2 separate regions of the Anser cygnoides genome follow, and region 2 is linked to region 1. The links are chromatin contacts, called in public Hi-C maps. All regions are on one chromosome and are shown on one strand. The core of a region is the stretch at or near the end of the contact, and the rest is flanking DNA. Distances in the headings are between cores, read along the strand shown. Region 1 has its middle 28 kb from the start of SPON2. Region 2 overlaps CTBP1 (C-terminal binding protein 1).

Evidence for each region. Hi-C and Micro-C count contacts between places; a contact is called where the count stands out from the background.
Region 2: a Hi-C map of liver shows a contact between it and region 1, with 9 times the contacts expected there. The contact joins two enhancer-like sites. A contact is called at or near these places in 2 of 7 Hi-C or Micro-C datasets (both in liver).

What each region holds. Positions count from the first base shown.
Region 1 is chr4:6,971,907-6,977,226 of Taihu_goose_T2T_genome, forward strand. No RefSeq gene overlaps it. Among named protein-coding and RNA genes, the nearest start is that of SPON2, 28 kb to the left of the region's middle. Within about 2 kb of position 4,000, at least 1 of the 3 cell types and tissues checked has open chromatin away from gene starts, as enhancers often do. A contact at or near this core is called in liver, where this site is marked.
Region 2 is chr4:7,119,500-7,124,872 of Taihu_goose_T2T_genome, forward strand. The region is part of intron 2 of CTBP1 (C-terminal binding protein 1); the gene reads right to left. Among named protein-coding and RNA genes, the nearest start is that of SPON2, 180 kb to the left of the region's middle. Within about 2 kb of position 2,917, at least 2 of the 3 cell types and tissues checked have open chromatin away from gene starts, as enhancers often do. A contact at or near this core is called in liver, where this site is marked.

The sequences.
Region 1 (5,320 bases), core at 2,750-5,249:
TAGCATATTGCACTCACTGTTCACAGATGCAAATGATGTCTCATGGTTGAATGGAGAATGAGGAGTGCATTGTTGGGCTTGGGCTTCTGCTTTGAAAAACAGACTGTGTTTGAAAATTTCCCCATTTCATGGAGGTCAATGCAATAACTAAATGTCTATGTTCTCAATCCCTTTTGCATAGGTAGTAGGTACTTGCATGAGAGTGTATTTGCCTATGTATATTTACAGGGAGAAAAGATGGATTGTTTCTAACCAAGGACTTCATCACCTGTTAAGTAGAAAAATACTCATTAACCTCAGCACTGAAGTATCAGGATCAAATTTTCTGGCAAATGTGTTTAGAGTTTTATTTTTACAAATGGAAAATAATTTTACACACAAATCTCTGCTTTTGTAATACTGTAGCTTTTGCTGACTTTTGTTCAACTATTGTGCCACCAGCTCTTTTGATATCATAGGTACTCAGAAAGAATGCAAAGCTCATTGATATTTTCCATGTTTCAGGGTCCTACTCCTAAAACATATTAACATATCAGGGGAAAATGAAAATGCTTTTTCAGCAACTGGCTTTCCCTTTAAACACCTGTTTCAGGTGTTTCATTGAACACCTATGACAAACAAAAGAGTGGTCTTATCTGTTTGATTTAAAGACAGTATGTCCGTGTTTACATTAATGCTTTCAGAATACATTTTGCTAAGGAGGTACAAAAATATCTGCAGAAATTTTCCTGAAAGAACTGAGAAATTCCTGGCTGTTGACTTGTTTCTAAACAGTGTAATCACTGCACTGATCAGGCTGAAATGGTTCTTTTATTTGGTAATAATTCAAAGCCAGGTTACACCATACATCTCTTATGTAGGAGAGTTTCAAGAAGGCCTCTGCAACCTGTGTCTCCAGACAGTACCTCTCTCTGGTAACTATTATGCTATATGTTTTGCAAATAATTACCTGATCTTCAGATTCTCATGGGAAAAGAACTGAGACAGTCATATCTGTGGTTATTACAAGGTAATAGCCTTGGGTCGGGGCAATCCCAGACATGAATACAGTCTGGGTGAAGAACTGAGAGCAGGCCTGCAGAGAAGGACTTAGGGGTACTGGTGGACAAAAATCTTGACATGAGCCAGCAGTGCGCTGGATGTGGGTCTGTTAGAAGGATGTGGGTCTGTTAGAAGGATGTGGGTCTGTTGGAGTGTGTCCAGAGGACGACCATGAAGTTGATCAGAGGGCTGGAGCACTTCTCCTATGAAGAAAGGCTGAGAGAGATGCAGATGTTCAGCCTGAAGAAGAGAATGCTCAAGGGTGACCTTATGGCAGCTTTACAGCACTTAATAAAGGGGACTTATAGAAGAGGTGGAGAGCAACTTTTTGCTCAGGCAGAATTGTTTAAAACTAAAAGAGGAGTGATTTAGATTAAATGAAAGGAGGAAATTCTTCACTCTGAGGATGGTGAGGCACTAGCACAGGTTGCCCAGAGAAGCTGTGGATGCCCCATCCCTGGAGGTGTTCAAGACGAAGCTGGATGAGGCCCTGGGCAATCTAATCTAGTGGGTGGCATCTCTGCCCATGGCAAGGGGATTGGAACGAGGTGATCTTTAAGGTCCCTTCCAACCCAAGCCATTCTGTGGTTCTATGGTAAAAAAACAGGTGTCTGAGTCACTGAAAATAGTTAGCTGACCACCTAAGTCTATTTAAATCTTTGAAAAAAATCTTCCCTCATATTTTTTTTCAATAAAGAATAATGCAATATATATTCTCAATACTGTGATTACAAAAAGTAAATAAATAACCAGTCTGTAACGACCACTGGTGAAATAATTCTTATCTGAACTGATTTACTTCTACCAAGTCAGCCCCTCAGGTACCTTGACAAAATATTAGTTCTGCATTAACCAGCTTCTGCCTCTGGACAGTAGTTCAGAAAGCAGAGAGCATTATTACAGCACAGGGAAACATTACGAACTAATGGAAATTCTTTACCCATAAATTAAATATAATGAACCAATTCCATCCCTAAAGTAAACCCTTGAATAGTAGGATTAATCTGACCATGTGTTTATTTCTTGAGGAATCAAGTTAATAAGAAGAAAAAAATAAAAGGAGGATAATACCATGCTTGATGTCAATTATGTTTCAGTTGTGCAGAACGCTTTCCACTGTCTGTAGCAATTTACTTTTGAGAAATTATTACCCAAGCAACTCTGCCAGGCCTGAGCAGAGCACAGGTTATGTGCTAGGGATGCATGAATTAGACCTGCCTAAAGACTATTTAGATTTCTGTACCTGTAGTGCTATTCTTGCATGTACTGAAATTGACTTCAGGGACAGCGCAGGAAATGCTCAGGCTTTTAGGAGTATGCACTTTGTGTCCTAGTCACAAACTGGTCTTGTGCTGTTGTTCCTGATGGTCCTGTGCTTTCACCACATAACTGTCCCCTTTTAGACAGTTTCTATAGCCCTCATCTGTACGATGGAGAAGAGACCTGCAGCACGCGAAATCAGCTCTGTGCTGATTACTGCAATTTTTTTACACAAATTGCATAGAGAAGATGTCAGACATTTTCCATTCAGTGTATAACTCGTCAACATACAGATCATGTACAGGACTTTGTAAACACAGAAAGCAACTGTTGTTCAAATCTGATTGCTAATGACTTTCCCATCTGTTGGCTGGAAGTCAAGGGCAGTTTGAACAGCACTTAGCACAATGTGTAGAGAGCACAAACACCACCCATAAACTGTCTCTGGTAACTTATCAAGCAGCTTATCCAGATATGCAGCTGTTTCAGAAACCCACATTCATTGAATGATTGATTATATTGCTTGTAGCTTTCTCTGTATACAAAAGTCTACTGGTGTGAGTCTTAAGGAAATTTAAAGGCATGAGCACTCAGGGACTGCACACAGTTTTCACGTCTCCCAGTTACTGTAGTTTATTTGTGAAACTCCCAAGGCAAGTTCTTGTAACTGACAGCTGATGAAAACCGTGGATTATCGAATACTGAGCACAAGATTGCACAAGTCAAGGAAAATGTCACAGAGCTCAAGCCTCTGAAACACTCCCCACTATTGCATCCCTCTAGAAAAACGTGTGTTTAACTATAAAAAGCCTGAGAAGTGCCACTGACAACTTCCTGCACTCATAAAATTTGTTGCAGGATGGAGTGAACTGACGAAGTTCAATGTCATCGCAGGAAGCCAGAAGCATTTACTGGCTTGGAGATTACTGAAAATCTTTAACCGAGATCCAGATGATCTGTTGGTGAAGTTTTCTTTGCTTCCGTATCTATAAATACAACATTTTGTGAACTGTCTGCTATGCAAAGCAGATACACATTTTCTCCTCAGTTTTTTCCTTCCAAAAGCAGCAGACATCCTACAAGACATTTCAATTCTGTAGCTCTGCATGAAACTCCCACCTCCTATACAACAAACAGGCCTGGAAACATTTGTTTTATTTTTAAGAGAGATTGTGCTATTTTTTCTAATGAGATCAACTTTTGCAATAAAGGAAACAGGAAGTGGGTGAGCAAATGGGTCAGAAAGGTAAAAGTCATGCATGTTTGTTTTTAGTCCATGTTGTGAAACTGTTTCCATCCCCTCCAAACTCCCAAAAATCAACTGTCAACAAATTGCACAACAGTGCTTGTTTTGAACTGGAAGCATATCTCTCAGATGAGCAGAAAAAGATACCAGAAGATATAAAACTAACCAAGAAAAACAGAAAATTGAGTGATATATGTCTGAGTAACCACAACTGAAGTTCTCATCCACTGTTCATGAAGCTAGTGCTCAGGTGGCAGAGGGAAAGGAATGCAAAGACAGTTTCCATTTCACACAGGATATCTGAGTGTACACTAAGAAAATTAGGACTGTTCTAATAAACAGGGGTCTTTTAAGTCATTTTTATAAAACACTGACACTATTCAGAAAATAGATATGTAAAGTTTGTGTGCATAACAATGAGCCATGTGTGAAAAAAAGAAAAATACCCCTCCTAAAAAAAAAATAAATAGGGAATCACTATATAAGAGATATCAGAAGAAAAATATAAATATTCCAATGTACAAAAGAAGGGTGAGTTCAGAACAAAGTTTGTATACTTTATTCCAAAATCTTTGGCTATCTCCACCCATATATTAATGTGCTTTCCAGGTAAAATATATCTGCACGACAATACGTCTAATAGACTTCATGGAGCCAGCTCTGCTCCCTGCACTCCATTCCCTGTCATAGGCACCAATAAAATCAGAAGTCTAGAAATACAGCCAGAAAATCAACTTTTCTGCCTTCTGATGTCCAGCCAGAGTAAGAGAAATAAAAGAGGATCTTTTGTTTGTTTGTTTACTTTCAATTTAAGCTAAGTTATGCTTATTTTAAGATAAGTTCTTTGGATCCTTTCAAGGATCCCATCATCAGACAGGGTGAAACAATTTTAGGAGAGCATTAAGGACAACATGACCCCCCAAAATGGCACTGCAATGTCCATTTGCTGGTCCCACTACACTGACTAACTTTTTGCCAGAAGCAGCTACAGTAGGCTGACATCACATCTCACGTAGCCGGGCCCCCACACAATCTTTCTTCCTCACAGTGAAGCTTTCGTTCAAAATGAACTATTTTCTGCCTTTAGTTAGAAAACAGGCATCTTTCTTTGCCCTCCCAGTCTTCCAAAGGTGGGCTGATTACCATCGTTTTTCAAGATAAATTGACCAAAATCAGAGAAGGACAACTGGGGGGTTTCCTTCCCAAATTGTTTTGAAGCAAATAAAGGTATTTGGTTACACCTTTCTTTTTAACTGCACAGCAGCATGTGTAAAGGCAGCCTCAAAGTTAAATTTCTCCAATATATAGTCTATATATATAATAGTATATATATATATATTATATATAATATAATATAATAGTCTATGCATTTTTATGTACCTTCATACATTTTATGCATTTATATATTGCAAAAGTGTCCTCACAGCCCACTTTGAAAGAGTCCAACTAGTGCACCAAGGAAATAAAATTCAGGTGCACTGTGATTAAAGACGCTCTCACTCTTACCTGCTCTGTCTTTACCAGTGCTATATCCTTTGCAGAAATGACGCTGGGAAGACCAGGAGCCCAGCTTTAGCCCAGGCTGCCCAGAAGGACAATGGGTACATCCACACCAACATGATAACAGCGTTCTGCAAGAGCAGTTATGCCACATCTCACTACCTCCACCTAACCCACACCTCTGCAGTCCTCTGTCCTCTCACAACAGCCCTCTGAACCTCAGCTGCAGTGTCCAAACAGCTCTAAGCTCACCCACAGATCTCTAATTACTCC
Region 2 (5,373 bases), core at 1,667-4,166, 150 kb after region 1:
TTTTGGTTTTTTTTTTCCACTTTAAAAAAAAGTACATTTTTCCCCTTAAGACAGAAAGAAAGATAATTTATGTTGCGTCGGAAAGCATGCAAGTATTAATGATGGGGAATGATGAAGAACATAAATGGTTTCCATTTTCACATTCAAAAACAAGTACCTGCAAATTAATGCTAAAAGCAACTGGCCTATAAAGCAGCCATGTTTCCATGCCAACTGATCACAGAAATACATATAATTCAACAAAAAAATGAATAACCTACAAAACAAGAAAATAAAAAGAAAGCAGAAGTGCTGGAAATCAAGATCCTGACCATACCTAACTATTTTACAAGAATAGCAAGGAACACAACAAAGGATGCAATTTAAGACATGAATGGTACACAGCTAATGGCACTTCATCATTACAATACTTCTAAAAGCTGTCATTCTCTAGTCAACAAGAAAAACAGGATACAGAACACCTCTATTAAGAAGGAGGGAACACTCGCACAACAGTAGCAATTCTTACAGAGGTTTCACAGTTGGTAGACATGAAAGCGCAAGTTACTATTCAGTGCACATCTTTCATTAGGATTTTATTTTTTGTCTTCATCTAAGGTCTTGCTTTTTGTTCCCTACTCACACGGAGTTGCACTGGGGTTCTGCAATCAGGCAGCAGAGCTGCTTGCAGGGTAAGGCAGCCCGCTGCTTGAGGGTTAGCTGCAAAACCGAGAGCATTGGGAGCGAGCAGATACTCATCTGCACCCAAGCAGCTCACACACTGATGTGAACACACATATCTGACGTAATTAATACATTTTACGTGTATGGAGGAGTTTGGTTTCTCAGATGATGAAAGGATGCTACCACTCTGTGCTACAGCAAAAAACAAGTTTGAAGTTTGTGCTGAAAATTAGGGAGCACGTAGCCCACACATGTATATATGTATCTGTGTGTGTGTGTGTGTGGAATAACCAGACTTACTTTATGCAAGGAGGCAAGGAAATGTTAACTAGAAAAGGATGCTATATATCTAAATATAGCCAGTTCCAAAATACTGGCATTTATGTCCAATAAAACCAGCAGTTCAAGTATTTGTTCTTTACAACGTAGAGAAATAAATAATCTCCTGCTAAAAGGTCCATAAAACCTGCGTTCTAAATGAATACAAATTGAAGACAGGACAACAGATTTCTGTTTCTTAATATGTCTGTATTTTAATCAAGTAAGCAATAGTGCTTTTCTTCCTACTTAGTTCCTGAAAACATATTAAAGGCATTAGAGGTTTAAAACTGATGAAAAATTGTGGTCACAGATCAGAGAGCTGGAAATCCCACCATTAATACACCTTAGTGCACTTGTATTTTACTGTTTTGCTGTATTTCGAATAAGAGAACGGAACATTACAAGTGGTTATACTGATCCTAGTGATTCCATAATTATGTGACCGTACAGACTACACGACAACGGGCCTACACACTGCATGGAAAAATGGAAAATCTACATATAATGAACTTTACATTCATTTACTAGCTTCGGTGAGCATAAGGACCTCAGGGACATCAGTGAATGAAGGAGAATAATTACATGGCCTTGTCGCAACCTATCCAGAAAGCACAAAAGATCGAGTTTCACCGGTGACTTTCTTCTTTTGTCAATTCAGAACTCAGTAAAAATGGAACTTTTAGATGTGACACTCACTTGCTACCCTTTTAAATAAGCATCAATAATAAAAAACCTTCAATTTTCTAGGAAAATTGCCCTTCAAAGGCAAAAAGGCGTTCTTGTAGAAAGGGATTAAGCTGAAAAGATCTTAAATGACTAAGATGATTTTTAATAATAACAACGTTTATATGACAGCCCAATAAAGCTATAGACATTTAGCAACTCCAAAATTCTGCACATTTCTGACTCCCTCTTCCCCAAACTGTCCCTAGATGGCCACAGCTAACCCACCCAGCCTTACTACAGTTTTTGCAGTAGCCCAGAAATGATCATTCACCTGGGTGGAAAGACCACTATTCCTGCACTTCAAGAGGACACTATTACTTTGAGGCAGTACACAGTGCACTGCTATTTAGCAATCAAAAAGATAATAAATTGCACAAATACTTAAAGCATTGAATATTCTTAATAGATCAAACTATATGCAAAGTTATGCACTTTGCAGTATTTTTTGCAGAACATAAACTGCTTAGCGACTCTGGAAGTACAAAGATGTGAATTCTGACAAGCAAAAAATGTATTTATAAAATCTGATGAGGCTTTAAGATTATAAAAGTTACCAATGCTCGAAGCAGTAGCGGTGACTGCAAGCTGGGAGCCAGCCAGAGCTGCCAGCTGCACACCCAGCCCCACGCCTGCTCCTACTGAAGGACCAGGGGTGCCCAAAGCTGAGCAAGACGAAAGGGCAGATCTGCTTCTCACCCCTTCACCTCTTTTCAGCCACTGTCAGAAAGACACTACTGCTGTACAGACGCCTCTCTACCAAGCTTTTGAAAGCTTCTGAAAGTTAGTTTTGTACTCGCTGCCTCGTTTCACTACCACGCATGAGGTCATCTCTGGATTATGGTGATTTTTCATACAGCGCTGCCTCGGGCGATATCCTAAATGGTAACAGAACAGGACTCCACAGAGCCACGGCACGGCCGAGGCTGGCAGGGGCCTCTGGGGCCTTCTGCTCCGAGCCCTGCCCCAGCAGGGCCACCCCGAGCAGGGGGCCCAGCCCCACGTCCAGGCGGCTCCTGGGGATCCCCAAGGAGCCCCCCCAGGCTCTGGGCAGCCTGTGCCAGGGCTCTGTGTTTAGGGACATTGCTGGGACCCCCCCCAGCCTCCTCTCCCCAGCCCTCGGCCTCTCCTCACAGCAGAGGCGCCCCAGGCCCTGCAGCAGCTCAGGGGCCTCCGCCGGGCTCTCCTCAGCAGCTCCGTGTTAAATAACATATTATTTAAATATAAACAGGAAAACAATAATGACATAAAATCGTCAACAAAGCAACAACCGCGAGGGCAAACGGCAACGCTTCCACGCTCAGCAATAGCCGTGCCACAGCCTTGGCCGGCCCGGTGTTTATCCAGCCGCCTGCAAGAACGCTGCCCTGAACTTGCCCATTAGCCCACAGAAAAAAAGGTATTGTGGGAATGTTAACTTTCACCTGGCTGCCTTCCAGCTGCCGGCAGGAAAAAAAAAAAAAACAACGCCCTTTTTTCAAATTTTAGCCAACTGAAGGATACTCCGCATTTTTCACATTTTCCAATTATTCCCAGCTATGTGTAAACATAGGCATTGAACGAAATCCATATAAAATGGATGTAATAACGCGACCGGCTACCCTGCGAAAGAATGAATTAAGGGGTCTCCCGTCCAAACCAAACAGTCAGACTCGTATTTCACAAACCACGACAGCTTTCAAAAAAGCCAGCGCATTTCTAGAATAGCAGAAATGTTTGCCGTGCCCGTAAGAGCACTTACTGGACAAGGCGAGCAGGAACTGGAACAGAGCCGTGCTGATCCCAGCAGCACGGAGCCGTGATGCAGACCTGCTGAGTGAAGTGACGGTGATGCTGCTTGAGTGATGAAGATGCTGTTTGAAGTCAGTATTCTGTCGTGTAATTAATGAGGGGGCTACTTATCTCATGTCTGGATGGGCCCCCATGACAGAAGCTGCAGCACAGCAAAGAGCCTGGCACAGCAACAGGGCAGGCTGGGGGAAGACCCCAAAACAAGGCTTGCGAAAATCCCCTTTCTGTGTCAAACAGCAGGCAGTTCTCTTGCTCTTTTCCATCTGGCACTTCAAGGAGCTGTCTTTACTCAGCAGTCGTCTTGAAGTTTTTAATAGTCACACAACGTGCAAACTCCAACTGAAAGAAATTATCCCTTACTTCTTCTCTTCCAAAGTTCAACTGTTAAGTAAAAATAGCTCGCAGTCATGTCTCTGCTCCAAACCTTCGTATCTCTGCAGGGTCGGGAGTACTCGGTGCTAGCACAAGTGTTTCAGGGCACAGCGTAGCTGCAGCCTCAGCACTTAGCAGCGTTTCGCTGGTTTCTTTGCATGCGTGTCCTGTCAAGCTAATTGGCAAAATACAGCTTCCCAATTCAAATATAGATGATGGTTTGGGTACGGGGCTTTTTTTCTGTTTGTTTTTCTTTATTTAAAGAGAAGGAGCTTTAGTAGCGGAAAGTACATTTTTAATTTGAAAAAACAAGGCTTTCAATCACAGCAGCATGTTTTGTACGGAGCTGCGTTCCGTCAAGCCACAGGCTGTCTTTTCCTACGTGCATTTACTTTAATTCAGGCCACAACTGAAAGCACACTGCCTCGCCTCCCAAACCCTTCACCTGTAAGTAAGCAAGACACAACAACATCTACCCAGCACCGACTCAGAGCACCATTAATAAGAGAATCGATCTCGAATTCGGCGTTTTCACCAGATCTCAGAGTGCTTTCACAAGTAAGGTCACCAGTTACCTGCATGTAACGCACAGCAGGCTACGCACAAGTGACAAAAGAGCCCCAGGACCAGCCAGGCCGCACCGTTGTCACCTGCACGCTTGCCAGCACTGCTGCCTCTGCTCCCCTCTCTTCCAGTCCTCCAGTCAGTAAGTTGACCAAATTTCCCCTTAAAGTCAACAAGTTCACACTTCATCTTACTCACTACCCGCCCAAGATTTTGAGCAATGCTAAACTTCTATAACCAAAGGGGGAAAAAATGAAGCTAAGGAGTTGGAGAAGGCAATTCAGTTCCCATATTGGTTATTAATTTCCTAATGTAAGTGCTTCAATTAAGTTCCCTATATAAAGAGGTACAAATCCCCCACAGGAGCTGTACTCACACTAAAGCATGCTCGGACACCAGAACACGAACACCCAGTATAAGTCATTGCAGACTACCACCTTCTGATTTGGCTTCCCCGATTCCTAAGCGTCCTAATGCAAACGTGAAAGAGTTCAAACAGGCATGCACTAGCTTAACTAACTTGATTTAAAATTGCACTTAATTAAATGTGAGCAGTTTCCCAGGTATCATAAGGCGTATTCATGAACTGCTTCTTTCACTATGCATTTCTGTGATCAAAGAACCCTTAGATATGACAGGAGGTTATTTACTATTTATAAAAATAATCCCTGTTTAATGTTCTTTTTGAATTAGTCTTCTAATATGAAAACTAATCTTTACTAATTCTCTTTGAAAGTCTGAGAGAGAATTAGATGATTTCTGAGGCCCTTTTTATTCCTGCACAAAAAACACCCTCATTTCAATACCTGCTAGAATTGCACACTTCGAAAACTTCATCATTTCTATATGATGGTATCCCTAAGACAGGCAAAAAAACTTCATTTTCTGTTTCTTGATTTTTTTTCTTTCATTTTTGTGGTTGTAAGAAAATATTTTCCT